Linked DNA regions of Mus musculus: region 1 is linked to region 2. The links are chromatin contacts, called in public Hi-C maps. All regions are on one chromosome and are shown on one strand. The core of a region is the stretch at or near the end of the contact, and the rest is flanking DNA. Distances in the headings are between cores, read along the strand shown.

Evidence for each region. A called contact is a pair of places that touch in the nucleus more often than the background predicts.
Region 1: a contact with region 2 is called in a Hi-C map of liver, with 2.7 times the contacts expected there. The contact joins two enhancer-like sites. A contact is called at or near these places in 3 of 484 Hi-C or Micro-C datasets (bone marrow-derived macrophages, liver and nephron progenitors) and 1 of 115 datasets of contacts at active chromatin or transcription factors (pancreatic cancer cells).

Annotation. Positions count from the first base shown.
Region 1 is chr13:95,921,510-95,928,233 of GRCm38.p6, reverse strand. No RefSeq gene overlaps it. Among named protein-coding and RNA genes, the nearest start is that of Gm24032, 28 kb to the right of the region's middle. Within about 2 kb of position 5,378, at least 15 of the 459 cell types and tissues checked have an H3K27ac peak or open chromatin away from gene starts, as enhancers often do. A contact at or near this core is called in liver, where this site is marked.
Region 2 is chr13:95,775,474-95,782,442 of GRCm38.p6, reverse strand. All of the region lies in intron 2 of Iqgap2 (IQ motif containing GTPase activating protein 2), which reads left to right. Gm32702 (a long non-coding RNA gene) reads right to left here. Exons shown (of 3, transcript XR_382767.3): 3 at 4,483-6,969. Among named protein-coding and RNA genes, the nearest start is that of Gm32702, 15 kb to the right of the region's middle. Within about 2 kb of position 2,217, at least 15 of the 459 cell types and tissues checked have an H3K27ac peak or open chromatin away from gene starts, as enhancers often do. A contact at or near this core is called in liver, where this site is marked.

The DNA.
Region 1 (6,724 bases), core at 4,129-6,628, 140 kb before region 2:
GGCCACATGTATGTGTGCATGTGAAGGCCTGAGGTGGGCATCAGATGTCTTCATCAGTTGCTCTCTAGTTTCTATATTGAACCTGGAGCTCAGTTTGACTGGCTCAGCTAGCCAATTTGCTCTGAGGATCCTCTCTACCTTGCTAACGCCGGAGCCTGGAGTGCTGGTCTTCGTGCTTGAATTGACCACTGAGCTATCTACAGCCTTGTCACTTGATTGTTCTAAGAAAGTTATGATTATTATCTTAATTTCAAAAATACTTCCTCCTGAATATCTGTATCATATATCCACACCCTGCCCCCAAGGTTACTAATTGCTACCCCAAGTAGCCTTTCTGTCTTCTCTTCCTCTTCCTCCTTCTCCTCCTCCTCCTTCCAGAAAGGACAGGTTGCTCAGAATGTAGAGATTGCAGTGGGTTCTCAAATCTATCCCCCCCAGTGAAGAGGACCAAACGCCCTTTAGGTAAGTCACTGATGAGATTCTAATCACGTAAAAATCAGTACCAGAAGCTAGATGTGAAGGTTCATACCTCTAATGTGTAATGCTGAAAAACAAGAAAAGGATAAAGGGCGGAAAGAAGGTGGTCCCAGGCTTTGGGAAGTGTACCTGTAGCCCTAAACACTCAGAACACTTTCACTAGTTTGAAACCACGCTACACAGTAAGATTGCTTGAAAGCCAAAGAACACAACTAGTTCACAACACTATGCCTTTTCCAGCACTTGCAGCCCCAGCCACTCCTGAGGCTGGGTAGGAGGGTCACTTGAACCTAGATGTTCAAGACCAGCCTGGTCCACAGCGCAGAACTGTTGAGGTTTGGTCGATAGCTAAGTATTGTAATGCTGAATACCTGGCCCTGGTTGCCTCGGGAATGAGGCAATCCTTACTTACCAAGTAACCTTGCTCCTTAATTTAAAACTCGTGGTTGAATAAAGATGCCGACAGCTTATAGCTGGGCAGAAGAGAGGTAGGTAGAGTTTGGGTTCCTAGGCTTGGGGTCAGAGGAGAACCATGAGGAGAAAAAAAGGAAGGAGGAGAAGACACCATGGGGTAGGTGAGCCATGAAAACATGGCCAGGACGGCTGGCCAATTGGAGTTAAGAGCTGCCCAGATAGAACATAGGAAGTTGTAACTCTGGGTTATTGGTGGGAAAGCAGATTCTAGTGGCTAAGAGGGCAGATACCTGCCCAGTTCTAGCACATGAAAGGCATTTTTATAAATATAAAGGTTGTGTGTCTCTTATCTGGGAACTGAATGGTCAAAGGTGGGATAGAAACCTCTGAAATTAAGTAAAGACAACAACATTTTGAAAATAAATCTGTTCACTATTTCCAAGGAGACAGTGCCATTTCTGTCTTATAAAGATATAAAAATGATGTTTCTCTTTCCTTACATAAAAATAAACAAGTGCTTAAAATATCTTATGGTGATTTTCTTGTTTGAGATAAGGTCTCTATGTTAACCAGGCTGTTAAAATCCTGGGCTCTTGTACCTTGTGACCTTGTATATTTTCTTAGTGGATTCTTCATAATTATCTTCTGTCAGAAAACGCAAATTACTAAACCTGAGAAACTCAATACTGGGGATGCTGAAATAAAGCAGGATTCCATGAAGACAGTTTCAACTTTAAAACAACACACTTATAGGTAGAAGGCACCCTAAAAGTGTACATGCACTTTTAGAAGTTGGGCATGGTGGTGCATGCATGCCTTTAATCCCAGCACATGGAGGCAAAGGTAAGAGGATCTCTGTGAGTTCAAAGACAGCCTGGTCTACACATTGAGTTCCAGGACAGCCAGGCTGCAAGTGCCTACAGAAGTCAGAGGTGGTGGACGCCCTGGAGCTAGAGTTGGAGGTGCTTGTGAATCATGGACATGGATGCTGGGAACTGAACTCCGGTCCCCTGGAAGAGTAGTAAGCGCCCTTAAGTGCTGAGCTCTCTCTCCAGCCCTGTGGATAGCATCTTAAAAGAAATGTGTGAGGCAGAAGAAGCATGTGATAAAACTAAGCAGAATGGTGGCAGAAGAGCCTGGGTTTCCATTTTGACTCTCGTACCAGCTGCAAAGCTCAGCTTTATATACCTCTACAAATGGCTCTAATGAGCACCACCCATCTGCCTGCATCCAGTGGGCACATACCAGGCTTCATGCATGTCCTCCCTCCACCAGTGCTGATGTTATTAGAGCCAGTATCTGTAGGAAAGCTTGAGGCTACATTTCCAGACATAACTTCAGCCAACGTTGCTAGCTCATGAATGTGGAACACTGGCAGGACCCCATGTGTGCTTGTATGTGCTCCTTCAAAACCAGGGTCTAGCAGGGTCTAGCAGGGTCTAGCAGATCACAGGGATGCAGTGGCAAAAGGAAGTCAGGCTCTGCTGTCTCACTACCTTGTCTCAGGGGCCAGAACTGTACGCTGGTGACCTGAAGTCACCACGTAGCAGGCTTTGGGGACTTCCTACTGTAAGGTTTCCCAGCTGCATTGACTCAGCCTCCTCAGCCCATCTGTCCTGCGAGGACAGCTGGCCAATGCCCTGTTAGCTGATGCCTCTAAGTTGACGTCACACCAAGAGACATGTCTATTCTCTCACTAGCATGTTGGTATGGTCTGCCTCCATATTCACAAAACTTTTGCAACAAGCCTGTTCAAAGAGTCTTGTGGGGACTACGTGCTTCTCTTGATACCGATTGCCTCGGCCCTGGTGACAGGCTGTAGCCAACACTTCCCTGAAAGCACTATAAAGATGTGTTTAGCATGCCTAAGGATGGGGGTTCCATCTTTATCACAGCAAAATAAATGAGTACATTTGAACAGGAACAACCAAGCCTGATGGGTCTCTTGTTATAACCTGTAAAAGCCTTTTGTATTGTACAGTTAGGAGAGAAACGGCTGTTGGTCCACCAAACTCTGGTGGGGTATGTAGAACTAAGTCTACTGAATTTGATGTTGTCATTGGTTCCGCCATGCTTTCTACAGCTTGGCCACATGGGAATTGTAGTTTTCCAGCATGAATGCCTGCTCAGTCTCAAGGAACTTTTTCAGGCACTAATAATGTATCTAATAACTCCACTAAAAGCTCTATGGGTACTTCGGACTTCCCCTTTTTCTATATCCCTCTTGTTCATAATTATTTATTAATATCTATCTATCTTGCCTATTTAGTGAAGATTATGAGGGTAAGAACTTCTGTCTGGTCACCAACATTTGGTGGAACAGGATCTCACTCGTGGAGTGATGTCCAGGAATGTTGGCGTGCCTTTAATCTCAGTACTTGGGATGCAAAGGTAGGCCTATTCTGTAAGTCTGTGGCTAGCCTGGTCTACATAATGACCATCTGTCAAAAAAAAAATGTAGTGAGTCATCTTGGATATCATGCTATCTGGACAATGCTTTTCATTTAACAAAACTGTATGGCCTCTAACACCCTCCATGTCAGGCAGTGCCACAACAAAATGATTTAGAGTTATTCTAGGTACACTAGAAAAATTGGCCTTGTATCTGGATAGTTAGAAAACTTTCCAGGTCCATGCCCTGGAAATGACTCAGGACAAATAAAAGGCTGAGGGACTGAGGCCCCGTGGCACATCAGGTAACAAGGAGGTTCTTAGGGAGGCCATGTGGGTGGGGATGGAATGGGGTGGCACAGTCTTCCCCCTCCCCCACACACACACTCAAACTTCTGACCCCCCCCCCCACCTCACCTTTGTCTGCCTCAAAAGAGCCGCCCCAGGGCCATGCTAGAACAGTAAATATGGGATCATGTTTGCTGACTTGGCTTAGGAACAAGATCTCACTCTGACCTTTTCCCACAGTGTAGTGAAAAGGAAGGACGAATTCAAAGTGAATCACACAGGTTTCCCATGAGGAAACCACATTGTATTGAGAAACAACTGAGCATTGCTGCCTAAAAGGACAAGGACATGTGTCCCAGCCATGTTCCTTCCTGGCAGCAAAGGAGGCCCAGGAGAGTCAGCTCTGCTCACAGGAGCTGCATAGTGGTCAGATGGGCCCTTGGGTTTGTATTGTCAACTGAATCTGGTGAAGGAACTGGAGATCCTCGAGTTATCTTGTTCACGATGGGCTGCTTTTAGAACATTTAGTCGCTAAGGAAAAGGATGCTAGCTCCATGGCCAGGCTTTGTGGACACCCAGGATGTTGTCTAGAGGAGAGAGACAACAGAGGAGCCTCTAGCAGCTCTTTCACCTGGGCCTCAGTTTCTGAGACATTTTCTGGACTTTTGAGGCTGGAATTTCTCCATCATTAGGTCGGCTCCTCTTTTTCCACCTGTCTGCTCTCACCAGACTCCTTCCACAACCCTCTTCTCTACCTCTTCACTCTTCTGGGTTCTTTCAGTGGTGCGTTTCTCTAGCCCCATCCGGGGTCAGTTTCTGTCTCGAGAACTCCCAACATGTAGGATTTAATAGGCTCAGCTTGTGGAATTTAATAAACGGTGAACTGTCTTTGGATTAGGGGCAAAATTATGGCTTAGCCGATGAATTTAACTGAAGCTACCTAGGAGGTTTCTTAGTTAGGGTTTAACTACTGTGAACAGACACCATGGCCAAAGTAACTCTTATAAGGGCAACATTTAATTGGGACTGTCTTACAGGTTCACAGGTTCAGTCCATTATCATCAAGGCAGGAGCATGACAGCATGCAGGCAGGCATGGTGCGGGAGAAGCTGAGAGTTCTACATCATCACCTGAAGGCTGCTAGGAGAAGACTGGCTCCCACATGGTTAGGAGGAAGGTCCCAAAGCCCACTACCACAGTGACACACTTCCTCCAACAAGGCCACACCTCCTGGTAGCACCACTCCCTGAGCCAAGGGTATTCAAACCATCACAAGTTATGTGGTATAATTTGCTCATCACATGACAGGCTCTGTGCTAGCATGGAGAATATACCAGTGAAGGAAAAAACATAAGACTTTGCTTTTGTAAATTCCACCTTCTACTGGGGCTGGAAGAGCTGACAAGAAAGAAAACAGAAAGCAGAACATGGGGTTGAGGCTGAGCAATGTGATGGAAGAAAACAGGCCTACATAAGGTGTGGGGAGTGCCTGGAACATGCTGCATATGACACCTTCTCTCTCTCTCTCTCTCTCTCTCTCTCTCTCTCTCTCTCTCTCTCTCTCTCTCTCTCTCTCTCTCTCTCTCTCTCTCTTCCTTCCTTTCCCAAAATGCTCCCTCTCAACACAGTCTCATTATGTAGTCCTGGCTGACTCAGGACTCACTATGTAGACTAGCCGGGTTCAAACCTACAGCCATCTTCTCGTCCCTGTCCACAGAGTCCTGGGATTCCAGGTGTGCTCTGCCACATCCTGCTTTAACTTCCAGGAATTAGTTGGGAAGGGCCATGTGAGAAAGTGATTGTGACTCACAGAGGACACAGAGGAGGTAACAAGCCTGGCTGGGCACCAAGCCCAGGCAGAGGTTATAACACAACAGCAGCACTCGCTGGCATGGTCAGCACCAACACTCACGGAAATGCATTGCCCCCAGGATCTCAAAGACAATAAAAAAATGAATGTCTACAGATGCCAAGCCTAAAATATGACAGTTGACACCCAGTGGAACACCCAGATCTGCATGTCCTTTCCCAGTTGAGGGTGATGTGGTTGCTCTAGGTACCATATTGAGATTTGCACACCTTCATTTACACCCAGCCTTCCTAGCCACTACCCACCCCACCCCCACCCCCACCCCCACGTCTCCAACCCGACATCCTCCTAGCTCTTCCTTCTGCCTGGAATTGCTTCCCATTCCAACTTTTCTTTCAAAAGTTAAGCCAGGAGCCTACCTCCTCTATGAAACCCTCTTACGTTTGCCCAAGCAGAATCTTTCACGGCCTGCTGAGTGTTCTCAAGGTGATTTTTGGTTGTGAGCCTAGCCTTTAACGGCTGAGCCATCTCTCCAGCCCTCAAGGTGATTTTATTAGCTTGCTTGACTGCTTAAGACCACATCTCATACTGTCCCCCAGGTTGGCCTTGAATTTAGGATTCTTCTGCGTCTGCCTTCTGAGGGCTGATATTACACACATTGGTCACCACACCCAGGTCCTCCCTTGAGTACCTTCCTTCTGCATTTTTTATGCCACCCAGGGACTATGCCATTCAAGGTCAGGGACTATAAGCATGCCATCTGGGGAGGCTGCTCAAGGTCAGGGACTATAAAAGAATCTGAGGATTTTTTTCTCCAGCTCCCAAGATTCAGGGTTAAACAAAACTCTTGATCCCTAAGAGCAGAAGGCCTTGGCCTTGAGGAGGGACTAGACTTAACCAGTTAGGAAGCTAAGGGAAGAGAACTCCTTCTCTGTGGCTATGGCAGTCATCATCCCTGCTGGGTAAATGCTTTCCAGGACAGTCACTTGGTTGGTTTTTTTTTCTTTGCAACAAAAGTGCCACACTCCAGTAACTAATTCCTCACCTATGTTCTGTAAGGAAGCCCAATAAACACTTTGGTTCTCCAAAGTGGTGAGTAATGCCTCCATTGGTCACTGGGAGCTTAGAAAAAGTACAAGGTGCTTATGACTTCCTCTGGGAAGGAATTTTAGCAACCTGAGCCCAAGCACACTGGAGAAACGAGAAATGACCTCCTGAGTCAGAGGTCACCAAGTTGGTCACATAACAAAGAAAAGGTCAGGCCTAGCAGAGTAGTAGCAGGGGAGGCTGGGAAGTGATACTAGCACAGTGAGAACCACATCCCGAAGTCCTTGTCTCTTCAAA
Region 2 (6,969 bases), core at 968-3,467:
TGGTAATGTGGGTGCAGCCATTCCCTGGCAGGGCTGTTAGGTGAAGGAGCACATATTGCCTGCTTCCCAGTGCATACGGGGCATGTGCTAACTTACCCGGGAGAATTAGGCTTGGGTACAGAACTCTGAGTCAGGGCCTCTACTCTCGCTCTTTTCAGACCATGAGAAATGTCGAGAAGCCCTGCTTCAGACAGAGGCCACCAAGGACCCACAGCTGACCTCTGACTTCCTCAAGCTACTGGAAAGTCCTGGTGGACAGTCCTCAAACACACAGCTTTGTGAGGGAGCTAGCAGTGGACGTGTATATACCCCTGGTGATCGTGTCAGTGATTCCTTAAGCCTCGCTTAGTTTGTTGGGGTGACAACATAAGCGAGAATTGATCTTCCCTGGGCATAGCTTCCAGCTGTATTTGTTTAGTACCTCCTTTCGAAGTTCCTGGGCACATTATAAAAGTCCTCAGCGGCCAGGTGTGGTGGGTCATACCTGGTATCCCAGGATGCACAAAGCTGTCCCACAAAGCCATGAGTTTGGAACTAGCCTGAAGTACAGAATTAGACTCTGTCTCCAAACAAACTCCTCAGCTTGCATCTAATGCAGCCTCAACCCCACCCCCACTTCTACTCCTTGTTTCTAAGCTTTAGCTCTGGGGTGCAGGGGCAGAGAGGAGAGTCTGGGGGACCGGAACCAGAACCAGGGAGACATTTGACTCACTGAGTAGTAGTTAGGACCTCTTGCCAGTCTCTGCTTCTGTAGGCTTTGTTCTGATGCTGAAGGGCTGTGTGTGTGTGTGTTTGCTCGATTGTGTGCGTGAGTCCCCTGGGGCTGCTTAGTGGCACCCCTCTTCCTCTCTCAAGAAGTTATTCTGAGGTTAAACAAGGTCCCCCTTACACCGCTAGGTATTAATGCCACATTTGTGCCTCCAGCTCCTCCTGAGTAAGGGTCTTTTTTGTTTGTTTGTTTGTTTGTTTGTTTGATCAGTAGCTTTTCTCCTTTGAGTGAGGGTCTTTTTGTGATGAGCTGCTGCCTGGAAACCCTGAAGTTCTTACCCTCTCAACCTCTCTTCAAAAAGCAGTCCTGTTCACTGCTGTGGTCTGTGCTCTGCCCAAGGCTCAGAGCCCTAGGATGGAATGGTATTCTTCTTTCAGGGAAATCCACACCCCGGCAATTTGCATAGGGATCCTCCCCTGAGCTTTCCCCCTTCTAAACATCTAGTTCAAAACTGGATCCCAGCCTTGTGGCTTGGGTATCCCCCCAACCCATGGGAAGGAAGTTAAATTGTCTCAACTCTCTCACAGTAGCTAAAGTAGCCATCTTCCCCCTGGGGGAGAGCATTGGGGGGTGGGGGAGGCAATGTCCCCAGAGGTTCTTTTGGAAACTGTCCCATGGTCCTGACTTATTGAGAGGTGATCAGGGCTGGATTAGAAACTTTCCGTCCCCACCAGGCCATCAACCAATCTTTCTTTCTTTGGGTTTTGGGTAGGAGCATGAGGAACTATCAAGAATTGGACTATTCCTCTTGGTGTGCTGGAGGGGATGGTATCCATCCTCAATACTGTCAGCTTCGGGCTTGGCTGTAATTCCAATAAGGAAGAAGTTCCACTCAGTAGTGTCCCTTTTACATTGGTGGTGCTCTCTGTCATTACTTGAACTTAGTGTCAGGAATGTGCCCCTGTACATCCTTTCCTGTTATCAGAGAGGGCAGGCCCAAGCTGCCACTCATGACTACTCATGCAGAATTTGAACACAGGGCTTCCAAGGGTGTCTAGGTTGAGGAAGATGCTAAAGATGTTAAATTGTCTCAACTCTCTCACAGTAGCTAGAGTAGCCATCTTCTCACTACAGCATTATTTTTTTTTACAGCATTATTTTAATTGCCTGTAAGAATAGGAGATTCACGTTTCTCCAGGTTTCCTTTGAGTTCTTCCTACTGACTCGCTGCCAGGAGTTCCAAAGGTGTGTGTTCTCTTGGGCAGACTTCTCCAGGCAATGCCCCCTGCACTCACCTAAGAAAGCCGCAAATCCACTGACCTTGGATAGGCTCACTTTAAATAGCAGAGATGACAACTGTGTGGGAATCGGTCTCTGGGAAACTATAGTCTAGTTCATTTATTCAGCAGATAGAGAGAGAAGGGGAATGGAGTGTGACTCTCCAGTTATTGGCTCCCAAGGGAGCTACCTGGCAGCTGCTTGGAACTTAGGTCACACAGAGGGAGCACTCCAGCTGCCTGGAGTGGCCAGGCCCAAGGTCCAGGTTCAGGCAGGAAGGAAAGAGGGCAGGAGCGTTTAGGTGTCGCCGAATTCTCAGCAACATTTATTGTGTCAGCTTGCTCTGTTTAAGTCAGCTACACCAATGCAGGCGCAGTGCTGTCTCAGTGGAGTTTTGACGTATTCCTGGATTTCTCTCCTTTAGTTTGATCAAGTTTCTCTCAGTGTACTTTTACCAGTAAGAAAGCTATAGTTTTCAAGAAAGTGCTGGAGAGAACAACTCGTCCCCCTGTGAACCCAGGACCAACTTGTACCTATATGAAAATGAGTCCATAGACAGAGTGGGAGGGAAGGGGAGAGGAGAGAAGGGGAGAGGGAAAAGAGAGAACACTATAAACGTTATTTCAGCACTCGGTGTTTAGCTGTGTCATCATTAGCTGAGAACTAGTAATGAGCATTTGAAAGCTGAACTCCCCAATTCAAAGGTTGTGTTCTACAAACTGTGTCTACGCACTCATGAGGAGGAGGGGCTGTCCCATGCAACCCCCACGCAGCCACGCAGCCCACTTACCTCCCTGCCTGGCTCGCCCCCACAGACAGGTATCTGTTTGCATATCCTGGGGGGGAGGTAGGTTTTCTGAGGCTAAAGTTAGTCTGGACTTATTCCAAATCATATAAATAATTTAGGTGATTAGATATGACTAATGCCTCTACTCTATATTGCTGCTCTGGACTTCTACCGACACGCTCCTCCACGATAAGCATCTCCAGCCGGCTCGTTCCCACGTGGGCCTCCAGCCTGGTGGCAGCAAGCCTTGAGCAGATCCGGCCTGTTGAAAATCACTTTACCTTTCTTTCCTCTTTCCTAGAATAATTTGAGCTTGTGTTTTAGAACCACCTTTGCACATGTGTTGTCCTTTAGGCAGGTGTCAAGAGGTGTCCATGGATGGGACCTGTAGCACTTGGTCTCCTGGTGTCCTTTAACTTTTTCTACTGAGTCCTTGCCATGAACCTGAAACTGTTGGGATGACCTAGTGGCCCTTTCCTTAGTCACCCTTCCTGCTGTCCTTCGGCACATGCTCTTAACATGTCTCCATTTCCCATCTGTAAAGAAAAGTGTGTGAGCACATGTGCCTGTCCAGGTAGTGTTCTGTGGCTTAAGAAATCTATGTCATGCGTATCTGTTGAGAAGAAGTAAGGTCCATGAATGTGTAGCTTGTGAATTAGCCCGGTTCGGCTCTTGCAGCTTATCCATAACCAGCATGAGGAAGTTGGGGGCGGGGAGGGGCATTGTGAAACCCAAGCTGAGCCCAGAACACCCTCGCAGCAGGATTTGTTATTGTACAGAGCTGGCTGCGCCATCCCTCAAGCCATGTTTCCTGAAACCTAAGAAGCCCGCGTAGAGTAGAGGTCTCTTATAACCAGCTCCTGTTCCCTCAAGCCTTCGTGTGACTGTCACATGGTCTCAGCCTTCTTCTGTGTGGTCACTAAATACCTTACTGAAGCTGAAGCCTGTGGGTGACACTGGGATTTACCTAAGGCTAGTCGGAGAAGCCTGGAGGTGATGGCAAACCTCCTACTCCGGCCGCTCTCAAAAGAGGGGCTCTTCTGCAGGCTTCTTCCCTGCAGAAACTCTTTTGGTCATTTCTCTATGCAATGGAGCTAGAAACCTTAGTGTCATGCATAAAGGTAATCCCCAGGGTGTGAGCACAGCACAGCACAATCTTTATCTTAGCCAGTTTCTTTGTGTGTGTGTGTGGGGGGCATTAATCCATCTGGGTTTTTTTTTCCTGGTCTGTCACTTTTCTCTTTTAAATTTGTTTATTTATACACAGAGACACACACATGGGCACACACACACACACAAACATACATACATACATACACACACACACACACACACACACACACACACGAGCGTGCGTGCACGTGTGTGCACATACACAGAATCAAAGCAGAGGTCTGAGGAGAGCTTATAGGAGTCATTCTCCTTCTGCCACATGGTTCCAGGAGTGGAGCTCATCCTGTCACTCTTGGCAGCAAGGACTTCCATCAGCTGAGCCATCTGGCTGGTCCTGACTTTTCTTTCTAACTAGGCATAGCATCCAGTTGTAGAGATGTCCTTTTGAACTTCTTATGACTTAGATGTTTATTTTCTGGTCACTTCTCTCAGAAGAAACCTGCTGCCTTTCCCCATGGGGTGGGGTGGAGAAGGTGCATATGGGCTTCCATTTCCTCTGTCTGTAAGAAGATGCCTCAAGAACAAATTTTCTTTCTGATGACTGCTTAATGCAGGCCAACGATGACATTGTAGATAAGGGACACAATACCTCATTGTCTGGAAAGTCTCCACATGGTGGAAGCTCTTGGTAAGAATCCATGGCAGTTAGCCACTAAGGTGTCAGGTCCTGGTTGAACTGTGCTAAAGAGACTTGTTTTGCCAGCTCCAGGCTGTGCCAGCCTTCCTCTCTGCTTTCATGACCTCTCAAAGCAGGTAGATGGTTAAAACAAACAAACAAATTACAACCACCACAACAACAAAAACCAACAACAACAAAAACTGACAGGAAAAAGCAGCCTATTAACTTACAGCAATATTAGATGATTTCCAAGGTGTGAGGCCTGTAGTCCCCCCAGGGCTCTTGCAGCCCAGCCCAGCTCAGAGTCTATACTCCCTGAGCCAAGATATATGGAGACTCCAGGGCAGAGACATGTGACAGAGAAGACACTCTCCAGGTGACTTTGGTCCCAGAAAGGTACTCTGGGTGGCAGGGCTGTCATTAATTATTAATCTCTATGTAAAATCAAGAAGTAGAAGCAGCTCACCCAGCAGTAAATGCTGCCCCCTGGTGAGCTGCTTCAGGTTGAGCTGCTTGGAGAGGCCTTGGGAAGGACGGGTAAGGAGAGCACGAATGGCTGGAGAGCAGGACCTGGCTGGCTTTGCTCTAGCTCAGATAAAAGGGGAACATTTTGCTTCTTTTTTATATCCTATGTGCAGGGTGGATAGCACCTTAATTAAGGGCTGTAACGGTTTATTTCCCATATCCACACATTTTTTTTTTGCATTTAAAAGGTCCAAAGGAAGGGCACACAGGGAAAAATCACGTCTTCATGCCCAGCTCACCTCATTAGTGAGCACACCTCCCAGTGTCTTTCATAGCCTACTAAGGAGAATGTTTGGATAGATATCTGTAACTATGGTGATAGATATTGAATGATGACCTCATACTGACGTAATGATGTGGTTGGCTCTCCATCTCTATGTGTCTTGTGCCTGTACATCCAACCACCCTTGGCTCAAGAATATTCCTGGGAAAGGATCCTCCAAACATAGATAGACTTTTCTTTTTAGAGTTCCCTAAGCCATGAACTATAAGCATGTATACTTACATCAGGTATTTAAAGTGTTCCAGAGGCAATTTAACATAAGGGAGAGGAGGCACCATGTAGATCCTTTTCATGTTTGCATATGCAAATATTTATATGTAAATATTTCATAGAAGTGAGTTGATCATCTATGGATTTGGGGATTCAGGAGTGTCCTGGAACTAATCCCTTATAGATACCAAGGGACAGTTGTGTATGAATGTGGCACATTCACATTACATAAAAGTCACCATGTAACCATAGTTATAGCCACACTACTATATGTAAAATCATATATAGTTAGGGTTCTACATGCACACATGCATAATGCATCATATATACATAGTCATGGACGGTTAGTATATCATGGTGTAATATAGTGGTATACACAGCAGGCAACATGATTAAATAGTTCTCAGTAATGACAGTTTTCTTCAGCCTGTCACCCTGCTTTTAAGCAGAAGGCCATTTAGAGCCTGGCACCCAACAGAAGCAGTGTCATATAAGGCAGCTGAGAACAGGAGGTGTGTCATGGGAGGGAGTGCCTACCGCTTTGACAGTGCAACATTTTACTCCACAAGCTGAAAGCCATGTCTGTCCCTGCTGGAGGATGCCAGGGGCAAAGGCTGAGCTGACCCACTCCTCAGAGCATCCTACAGGGACTCACTGTGTACACATGGCACGGATTCATGCTAGGCCCCTTAAAAGTGATTTCCTTTGACTCCTATTCCCCATGACATAAAAACTGTATCATCTACGTTGGTTCATCTTCTTGCAATGTTTCTTATATACCTGCATTTTTACTTATGCCAAGGTTTGGCCAGTCCATTCATTAGCAAACCCCTGAATTCTACCATCTTAACTCCAACTGTGCCATTTCATATGTGAATTCAAATAACAAAAACTTCACAAATGTTGCACTGTTTTATGTTTGCAACATCCCCTTGCCTCGGCTTTACTGTTACAAGTAAGAATGGTGTGTAGGGTTTCACCACGAAGTACAGTCCCTATCATTAGACTTGAAAGTTGCTTGTTTTTAAGTCTTTGTGATCAGTATTCTCAGACAGTTGGTTCTCAAAGCTGCTCTGTATTGTAGACTTTCTCCCATTTTTTAGCCAGATTAGATGCCCAGTTGGGAATTACAGAGTGAAAGAGAAATCTGTCTATGGCCCGGGATGCCAGTGGCCACATTCTGACCCTTGCAACCTCCCTGGAGACAATCACAAGCATCTATCTTCTATTTAAACCACACACACACACACACACACGTTTTATTTTTAGTGCATTGTGCTTAGAGCCGTTGCCATAGGAATTGATCTATCAAGTGTCACAGTGGTCAGCTGAGCAATGGGGAACTCCTGTTCTCTGTCTCTAGAACACGCTGTAGAGAGTACCAT